Linked DNA regions of Mus musculus: region 2 is linked to region 1. The links are chromatin contacts, called in public HiChIP or PLAC-seq maps. All regions are on one chromosome and are shown on one strand. The core of a region is the stretch at or near the end of the contact, and the rest is flanking DNA. Distances in the headings are between cores, read along the strand shown. Region 1 overlaps Atp10b (ATPase, class V, type 10B). Region 2 has its middle 30 kb from the start of Mir146.

What was found. HiChIP or PLAC-seq counts read pairs in DNA pulled down with a chosen protein or histone mark.
Region 2: a contact with region 1 is called in a RAD21 HiChIP or PLAC-seq map of pro-B cells, with 8 times the contacts expected there. The contact joins two enhancer-like sites. A contact is called at or near these places in 1 of 15 datasets of contacts at CTCF or cohesin (pro-B cells), 1 of 484 Hi-C or Micro-C datasets (B cells) and 2 of 115 datasets of contacts at active chromatin or transcription factors (large pre-B cells and pancreatic cancer cells).

What each region holds. Positions count from the first base shown.
Region 1 is chr11:43,172,738-43,177,865 of GRCm38.p6, forward strand. It overlaps Atp10b (ATPase, class V, type 10B), which reads left to right. Exons shown (of 23, transcript NM_176999.3): 4 at 1-177. Among named protein-coding and RNA genes, the nearest start is that of Atp10b, 25 kb to the left of the region's middle. Within about 2 kb of position 1,919, at least 37 of the 459 cell types and tissues checked have an H3K27ac peak or open chromatin away from gene starts, as enhancers often do. A contact at or near this core is called in pancreatic cancer cells and pro-B cells, where this site is marked.
Region 2 is chr11:43,342,227-43,347,354 of GRCm38.p6, forward strand. No RefSeq gene overlaps it. Among named protein-coding and RNA genes, the nearest start is that of Mir146, 30 kb to the right of the region's middle. Within about 2 kb of position 2,830, at least 45 of the 459 cell types and tissues checked have an H3K27ac peak or open chromatin away from gene starts, as enhancers often do. A contact at or near this core is called in pancreatic cancer cells and pro-B cells, where this site is marked.

The DNA.
Region 1 (5,128 bases), core at 669-3,168:
TGGCAGGATGTGCGTGTGGGAGACTTTGTCCAGATGCAGTGCAATGAGATTGTCCCAGCAGACATTCTCCTTCTCTTCTCCTCAGACCCCAGTGGGGTCTGCCATCTGGAAACTGCCAACTTGGATGGAGAGACCAACCTCAAGCAGAGGCGTGTCGTGAAGGGCTTCTCACAGCCGGTAAGTGCTTCTATGTATCCTTCCATTGGGAGATCAGAGGCAAGAAGCAAGTGTGTCTCTTGGAATGCTGGACCTACACTGGCAGGAAGAAAGAGAAGCAGATGCCTCTTTAGAAATTCAGCCCTCCCAGCAACCTTCTGGGTAGCTATCATGCCCATATCACAGATGAAGAAACTGAGACTAAAAAAAAAAAATGTCTGTATTCTGCTGAAGGACTGAGTTCATAAGTGATGACTAACTGTACTCCAGGAAAACCTACTTTGTATTGAAAACTAAGTCCTACAACTGCTTGGCTAAGAATGCAACCAACCTCTGTTCTCAGCCAACCCTGCCCAGATCAGATCTGAGCACATATCTTCCTTTGGGTCTTCCGTAACTACAGCAAAGTAGTAGTTGTTATTCCCCATTCTTCCTGGTGTGTGTGTGTGTGTGTGTGTGTGTGTGTGTGTGTGTGTGTTCCAATATGAATATATACAAATGCCTGTTTGCATAAGCATTTGATATCATGTGTCCTCAGAAACCTTCCACCTATTTACTGAAACAGGGTCTCATGTATGTGGAGCTTAATGTATAGGCTATGCTGGCTAGCTTACTGTATAGGCTATGCTGGCTAGCTTACTGTATAGACTATGCTGGCTAGCTTACTGTATAGGCTATGCTGGCTAGCTTACTGTATAGGCTATGCTGGCTAGCTTACTGTATAGGCTATGCTGGCTAGCTTACTGTATAGGCTATGCTGGCTAGCTTACTGTATAGGCTATGCTGGCTAGCTTACTGTATAGGCTATGCTGGCTAGCTTACTGTATAGGCTATGCTGGCTAGCTTACTGTATAGGCTATGCTGGCTAGCTTACTGTATAGGCTATGCTGGCTAGCTGGAGAGCTCCAGGGACCCACCTGACTCCAGCTCTCCAGCACTGGGATTACAAGCACATACCATGTTGAACTTTTTAAAGATGGTTCTGAGAATCAAACAACTCCTCATGCTTTCACGTCAAGCACTTAGCCAACTGAGCTGTGTCCCAGTTCCCACTTTTCCCTTTTGGGAACCTACCTCATTGACAGCCCTAAGCCTCTCCTAGGTCAGCCATTGTTGATAGCTTTGTTAATTCCTCACACTTAACCAGCAGTGTGGGATGGTAGAGGAAACACAGAGAGTTTGGTGGTGACCAGTTCTGAAACTAGGTTTTGACAAAACTGGACTTAACTACTACGTTCTGACATGGATAAGCTGCGTTTTACAGAAGTTATCACTCTCCCATACTTTAGCTCCTTTATCATGAAAAAAAGGCAAAATAATACCTTTCCCTTGGAGTAACTCTAAAGACGAAATGGTATAGACCTGATTGCTTAGCAGGGACAGAACACTGAGAGAGACTAGTAAGTAGGGTGCTATTAATATCAATGATTTTCATAAGCAGTTTGTGTTGGCTAATTGGGTGTGATATTCTGGTTTTCAATTACAATTCTCTTTATATAGCTTGATTTCCAACCTCTCTCTAAAGAAAGGTTTCTGTCCTTTTTTTCTTTTTTTAAATTCTGCCAGCTTTAGGCTATGGAGGAATTAAATGAGTCAGGGGACTTGAGAGAAAGGAAGCAAATGCTTTACTCCCCCGAGGGTCTCATGAGCTGTGGTTCTGTGGTCTGTATCACTTCTCAAAATGAAACAGTATACTCTGACTCAGCCTGCCTCCTCCACAGTACCTGATGGGCGTGTCTCAAATGCTTCCTATGTGATTGACAGCCGTCATAAGTCTGCTCCTTCCTCTCCACTTGTGGGCAGGAAGGTTTACAGAAACCCCATAGCTTTGTGTGAGAATGAATGGAAATAAGGAAATAGGAGCAAAATAAGAGCTTGGTGCCTGCTGCAGACACAATAAGTGGTCTCTGTGGCCATCAGAACAGGAACACGCCTTCACCACACCATCACAGCATCACTCACTGAGCTCTTGGTCTCCAAGCCCCACTGATCTGGCTGGGCCTCGGAGTGTTCTGTTCCTTGGCTTGTCCCTCCCCCATTCACTGAGTCACTTTACTGTCTATAAAGAGGAAGACAAAAGTCTGGTGTACGGTCACAAAGTCCTTCAAGGCAGGCAGGAGTAATCTAGATCTGGACTTGGGGCCCTGGAACCTACTTCCTTGCTGAGAAACCTTTTTAACTGATACTTACAGTAAAGTTTACACATTCTACACACCCACTACATGCACACAGGTGAATCTGACACCTTAGCCTGAAGTCAGGTGAGGATCTCTTAGACTTGGTTTTATTTCTATTCCTTTTCATTTAAGTCCTGGAAATGATAAAGCTCTGTTTGCATAGCCATCTCCGTTTTAACCCCTCTGACTTCATTCTCACTTAGTTTTGAATCTTATTTCCTCTCTCGTTTCAAAGCTATTGCATTTCAGCCACTGACTTTTCTTCTTCCTTTTGCCGAAGCTCCAGACTGTTTCTTGTCTATCAATCAGATTCTTTGGGGTTTAACTAAAGGGAAGTTAGGTGAAAGACTCCTCATACTCCAGCACCATGACAATTCAATTCAATAAACATTTCAAATTCTCACTCCGAATTCTCGCGGGGTACTTGGCATTTCTTAAAAATGTACATCCATTTGTGAAAAGGAGGCTTACTGAGTGGGCTTCTAGAGCTCTTTGTCCTTATCCTGATTTTCCTCTGCTCAAGAGTGTCTATGATTCACTAATAACAATAATTAGCTTGAGTCCATGCTAAGAGCTTTGTATGATTGACTTATCCACAACAGCCCAACAGATGGACAGCATTACCATTCTCATCTTACAAATGTGTAACCTAGGCCATAGAGAAGTCATGTCTCTCACCCACAGTCACTGAGGCTGTAGAGTTGGAGCCAGAATTCAAAACCACGTCTGTTCTTCAAGTCTATGGTAGCTCACATGCCTGGCCCTTTAAGCTGTTACCTTGCATTTACAGCGAGGTGCATAGGAAAGGCACTTATTTATCATTTACAGAGTCTTTCCAGAATTAAGTAGCAGGTTGCTGGAAGAACAAAGCAGCAGGATTAAAGGATTGAATCCCAGCCCACTCTCTGGACAGAGGGTGTCTTGGCTGCTCCCGGCTCCCTGTTTCTTCCTATTATCTTTAATGCCTAAGGTTTCAGGATATGCACAGAATTCACTATTAGCTAATGCGGTACCACAGAGTTTCCCCCAGTGTATTGAACAAAGATATAGATGAGAGTTGCAAGGGAGGAGAACACTGCGCAGAAAAATAAGACCAAAGATAATAGTAAACATGTTTTAAATTCTGTATCCTGTAGGACTTCTCTGATCCTTTAATAAGCCCTAAGGAGACGAAGGAATGTGTAGCTTCCTAAATATTTCAGCACAGAAATCTTTTATTCCAAGGAACAGATCCCATAACTGACATTTTGGAAGGATGGGATCACTACTTAAAGACTTGCTGCAGATACACAGTGAGCACTCAGAATGCACCATCACTGTCCCTCGGGAGCTTTCCCAAACACCCCTACCCTTTCCCATGCCACAGTGCAACAATGCCCTAAGTAGGAATACCTTGAAAATGTTCCCCCACATATTCTTGACATAAACTCACTGACAACGTCTTGAAAACTGAAACAACGGAAAGGTACCATTCTGGTGGAAAAAACAAACAAACTCATCATAATAAGAACAAGCAGTAAATTGCCATCCCTCCAGGTTCCTTTTACTACATGGCCACCCTTCTGAACACATCATCTTTTGGGTCCATACCTCACCCTGTAAGGTAGGCATTGCTAACCTCTTCTGAGAGATGAAAATTCTGGGGAACAGTAAAGACAGATCTCACTATTGTCTCAGAAGTTGTAAACACCTCCTAATATGATTTGATTTCTGTAGAAACTTAACAGTCTTGAATAATGAGTTTCAATGGCTTTTTGTTAACTTGTTTTTTTTTTTCTCTACATTTCTATTTTCTATGAGACCCTCATTCTTCCCAAAGGACTTTTACAAACCTCAGACATTGCTAGAAGTCCCTACCTCAAATCTTATTTACATTACTCAGAAATGGTGAGAAATTGAAGTTGGCTTCTTTGGACAAGCATTTCCCAAAGCAGAATAAACCCAACACAGTCCCTAGCTCTTGAAAATTATGGTTCATGGTCAAGTCAAACTAATAAGCTAGAACCCCATAGATATCTTCATGAAGGGTTCAATGTACAATATATTAAGGTGCCTGAGAACATTTTTTAAAACAAGTACTCATTTACATTCCTATAAAACTTTAGAGAAGGGGACATTTTCCTGGATTTGATACAGACATAATCATGACAGGTGAAAGTGACAATTCCCCTGGCTCAAGTAGTTTCTTCTTCTCTTTCCACGAGTGGAATTCAAGTACAATTATAAACATCAGTGGCCACTGATAAGTGTCTGCTTTCTAGGATGCTTCGGGGACCAGAATTGTTGCTTAAATCCTTTTCCTAGAGCTAAAATTAGACCAAAATCATTACTTTTTCAGCTAGAATCTTTCTTGGGAGGAGTCATTTTTGGATTCACAAAATCATTGACCTATTTTTGAAATAATTAGTCCCATATCACATTGTCAGGGAAGAGTTGGAAACAAACAGTCCAACCTTACCACTATGTTAAGTTCTGCCCAGCATCCAAAAGGTTTGACCAGAGAGTTAATTTGTTTGCTTTTCTTATTTGTGGCATTCTGAATCTTGAAGCCTCTAAAACTGAATACCTGTGCCTCTTATTTTAGTAAATGCAAAAGTCACTAAAGCGAAAGAATCAGAAATGGATTTTCGAAATCAGCACTCTAGATCAAGCATGTTCTTGGTTGTCTGACATCTAAAAGATTGAAACTTAAGTCTACCAAAGCATGTATCCAACCATTTCCCCATATCAGGAATGTGCTAGGCTAAGCCCAAAAGTTGCTGAGCCATTTCAGCATCATCTAAGAGCTACTCAGC
Region 2 (5,128 bases), core at 1,580-4,079, 170 kb after region 1:
TATTTGGCTTTTAAGTCCTGATGATACCAATGTTCAAGTCAGCCACAAGCATGCAAACAATCAGGGACACACAGGGGAGTAAACGCTATCTAACCACCCATGCCCTATGTGGCTCATAGATTGCCTGTTTGCCATATCCATGCCAATGGTAAGGAAATGTCTGTGTTTTTACTTCCAGCCTAAGGACCAGTCAGAGAAAGTTCATCTCCAGGTAAATTCTTCCTGCTCATTCAGTCCTGCTACAATCTTCTCAGCATAAACTTTAACTCATAGCCAAAGAAAATCCAATCACCTACATGTGCATTCTCAGATGTAACTGCAGGGGTCAGATATGGGGAGCTGTCCTGGCTAGCTGTTTACTTTGTTTTGGTTGGTTGGTCGTTCTGTCCGTCAGTTGGTTGGTTTGTCTTTCCATCCTCTGTTCCTGTGGCTGTCCTGCTCTTGCTAGATGCGGCCCCAGTGCTTTCTTTGTGGTAGATTGTTTTGCCTTTCATTACTGTCTGCTGTTAAACAATGAGATCTTCATTCCTCCAACTTTTATTCCCCCCCCCCCTCCGCCCCCAGAAAAGTTCAAACCATGACCAGCAAGCTGAGCTCTGACCTCTAAGTTGCCATCACAGAGCAGCCAAGGAACAAAGAGAGAGTCAATCCCACAAAGAAAGACAGCCATCACTGTGAACCTTCTTCCCACCTCCTCTGTAAAATGCCCTTTGAAATGTTTATACGTACACCTCTGCTGAAATGCTGCAGCTCCAGACTCACAGATTGTTGGTGTAGAGCAGTCCCCGGGAGCGTCAGCCCCATCCACTGGTTAGCTTGAAGAGCCAGAAGACGTTTATTTGCTCCATCCGACTCATCTGAGTTGTAAAAGCTAATTCATCTCTCACAAGCCATTTCCAAGAAAACGGGTGAAGTCCTTACATTGAAAAGAGCAAACTACAGGAGGGTGTGGAGAGAGGAGATATCAAATAAGACTAAAGTATAAGAGTGTGTGTGTGTGTGTGTGTGTGTGTGTGTGTGTGTGAGAGAGAGAGAGACAGACAGACAGACAGACAGACAGACAGAGACAGAGAGAGACAGAGTAAGGGCATAAGAATGTTGGAATCTCACTATCCTCTACTATCAGAGTCACCTAGAGGCGAACACCAGATTGGGAGCACTAGAGAAAGGGCGAATAAAGAATTCAACTCACTTTTTGAGGACGGTATTTTTGGTTAATTGGGAGCTATAGTGAGTTCAAGAAAAAGAATTAGGGGTTGCAGTTGATCTGTTAGTCCAAGCAAGACACGGTAGTAGTTTCAGAAGGAGTCAGAGTCATAAAAGGGAAAGGTGGGCAGGTTAAAAATATGTCTGAGTCAAGTAATCAACGCAAGGCTAAGCACAGCATTGCAAGCGGGGAAGAGATACGAGATTTCGACAAAGTCTCTGACTTATTTAACTGCATTGTGGTTGCTGTTCAATGAGGTAAGAAACATCAGAAAGCACAGATGGGTGATTGCAGGCTCACTCTCAAAATGCTGATTTCAAGACATCCAAATGGTGAAGTCAGGTATTCCATTTGCAGCTGGTAGGAAACAGACGTGACTTTTGTATTTAAATGTGATGCATGGAAACAGAGGGGAAAGTTGGGCCTGACTAAAGGCACACTCCTTTTAATGGAAGCACTTGTGAAGCAGAGGCAGAAAGATATTGGTCAGGTCAAGGTCAGCCTGGTTTACATACTGAGTTTCCCCAGGCTAGTTAGGTAACACACAGTGAGCTCTTGTCTCGGGTAAGAAAAAGGGGGGAGGAGGAGGAGGAGGAGGAGGAGGAGGAGGAGGAGGAGGAGGAGGAGGAGGAGGAGGAGGAGGAGAGGAGGGGAGAAAAAGGAGGAGGAGAGGGAGGAAGAGGAGGAGGAGGAGTGGAAAGAAGTGCTTGGCTTAGCTAGGGTTATATCGTTAGGAGAGAGAATACAATGTGAGAGGAAACAAGGTCCTGGGACCACATGTAGTGGCCAAGAAGGTGAACCTCTAGAGAAACATGAGGGAAATCCAGGCACAGAAAAATTGCAGAATGGCATCAACCCCAGAGCCTTTTCCAAACATTAATTCCTCCCTTGGTCCTGTTTCTTGAGCATTTGCACACAAGGTTTGAAATAGACCACCAATTTCTGGAAGAAAAAAAAAAAATCTGTTTTCCTTCAGGCCTTGGCTATTTCAGCATGACAGCTTTTGGCCTTGACTAAGCCTGTAGCCCCTGGAGATCCCAAGCTGCCCTCTGTGTTAAGAATCCTCGCAGCCAGAAGGCCATATGCAGCCCCAGACCTTACCATGGGTCACTATAAAGACATAGCCCTGGGCTTCGCAGTCTCTAAGACAACCAGAGACCTGGGTTCCTCTGCCCACCGTGCCTCCATTTCCTATGGTCCTGTAAGGAAGGCAGAGCCATATAGATAATACAAGCCTCAGTGTGCCAGCTACTCTCTGCCCTTGATTCTATGTCCCTGCACTTGGCTGCATGCAGCCAGCTCACCAGACTATTACATCTGCTCCCAGTATTGATGCGACATGCAGCAATTTGCTTTGAAAATCAACGTCTGAGGATTGGAGGGTTTGTCTGAAGTGCAGACCCGGCGCTCTGCTGAAAGGGTACAGCTGACTCACAACGCTTTCGTTTGTTTGGTTTACCCAGTCAGACGCACGCACCCCACCGGCCCTGCCCAGCATGCATGATCTGTGAGTCTCCTCTGGAGTTTGATTTGGGAGGATAATAAGCTACACAAAGGAGCAGATAACCAGAGGGGCTTACTTGCTGTCTGAAGGGTTTATATTTAGCTTGTGACTGGGCAGCTGTCAGGATGTGGCAATCACCCTTGGGAAACATAGTCCTGGGGGAACACAAAGGCGGGGCAGGACTAGGACAGGAAGAGGATATGGAGGGTTTAAACTGTTTAGGGACACAGGAAAGAGGACCAGACCAAATGTACCATATAAGCTATTATCTGGGGACAGTATTTTGGATACTTGAAGCACAGAATACAGACACAGCGAACACAAAATAGTGAACAAGAGGCATTTTCCCCAATGTTCTGTAAATGGCCCGCACAGAGAAATTCGAGGTCCCTTTGTCTTTCCTTCCCAGCTACACTCTATGATGAGCAGCCAGCAGAGCAGGTGGCTCCAAAAGCCTGTGTTCGCATGCAGATCTCATATGAGCTCAGAAGCCATCTCCCCTTGCTAAACAATGGAAATGCTGGAAAAGATAATCTGAAAGACATCAAAATTCTTCCCCAGCAAAGACAAGGAGAGTAACCTGAAGGGCACAGGTGGGGTCAACAGGAACCTGCCCATTATAGATGCCTGGGTCAGTTATCACAGGATGCTCTGCACTTGTTAAAGGTTCAGGGCTGATGCCATCCAAAACAAACAAACAAACAAAAACAGTGGTCAATGTTTTTTATTTAATTTAATTACATTTCTCCCCTCCCTTTCCTACCTCCAAGCCCTCCCCACTCTCCCTCAAATCTATGTCCTCTTTTTCACTAATTGTCATTACATGTATTAGATAGATAGATAGATAGATAGATAGATAGATAGATAGATAGATAGATAGATAGATTGATAGATAGATAGATAGATAGATAGATAGATAGATAGATAGATAGATAGATAGATAGATAGAACGTATTCAGGAATGCAACCTGTTTAGCTAGTCTGATTAATTGTATGTGTGTTTACAGGGCTGGCAGTGTGGCACTTGGCAACCATCTGGTATGCTCTTCCCTGGGGAGGTCCACCCCATCCCACTCTCTGCTTTATTCAGGTGCCTAGAGCTCTTTATGTGGGGCTGAGACTTCATGGGCTTTCCCCTATCCAATCTGTCATGTCCACTGGTGCCATCCTTGTTCAGCTCACACTTGGACAGTCTTAGTGGTGAGACTTCATGAGTACAGCTTCTGATATTACTAGGAGACACAATCTTAGATCAAAGTCCCTGATCCCCTGGCTCTTGCAATCTTTCTGCCCCCTCTTCACAATGCTCTCTCAGCCTTACACGTGGGAGGATTTTGTAGATGTATCCACAGGGACTGGAGTCCACAAACCTGCACTTTGATTGGCTGAGGGTTTTTTGTAGTGGTCTCCATATGTTCCAAACAGCACTTTCCTTGATGTAAAGACTACAGTTACCTGTAGGTATAAGAACAAATGTTTTTCGATTTTTAGGGAGTGTGCTGGTTTAGTAAATTAATGGTTCTAGACTCTTCTCCAGTTAACCAAGACTCTAACCAGCACTGAGTCTTTAGCTAGATTAGGCTAGCTAGTAGTTAGCTGTATTAGACATGAATTCCTTCTTGTTGAGCCTTGGACTTGTCTTAAATCCAACTGGAGACCTGATGGTTACTGCCAAGGCATGTGTGCCACTACTGCCCCCTTAGGGTTACCACGCCATGCTGGTTGTTGATGCGGCTCATTCGTGTTATAGTTAGATGGGACTGTTGCTCGCTTCCCTCCTTCGGAAACTTGCATGGTGCCTTCTGGTTCCGTGAAAGCTAGTGTTCAGGCCGGGCCGCTCAGGTCAGCTCCAGCTCAGAGGCCTCCGGGGCCTGTTTCTGAAATGCATCATGTCTTCAACAATAAGGATTTACTTTGATGGAAGTAATTTTTAAAGAGAGAAATGGTGCTACTCTCTGTTAGTCTTTAGTTACAATGTCCTGCTAAGTGAAATGGCAATGGGGCAGAAAGTGGCCGCTTACCGTCAACCAGGCAGCTGAGAAACGTGAAGAATGGTCACTCAGAGCTAGACAGCAGCAAGCACAGGCAAGGCAAGGACTCATCTCCCTTGTGCCAACCCCTCCCCTCTGCATTCCGGGACAGTGAGCCTGAGACACTGAGGCTGCCAGAGGAGAGAGAGAGAGAGAGAGAGAGAGAGAGAGAGAGAGAGAGAGAGAGAGAAAGTTTTACTTAAGCTTGGGTGTTTTGTTTGTTTGAGTTTTGTTTTGTCTGGTTAGTTGGTTGATTGGTTGGCTGTTTCTCTTGGTTTTTTTGTTTGTTTGTTTCTTTCTTTCTTTCTTTCTTTCTTTCTTTCTTTCTTTCTTTCTTCCTTTCTTTCTTTGAGACATGGCCTTACTCCATAGCACCCTGGCTGTCCT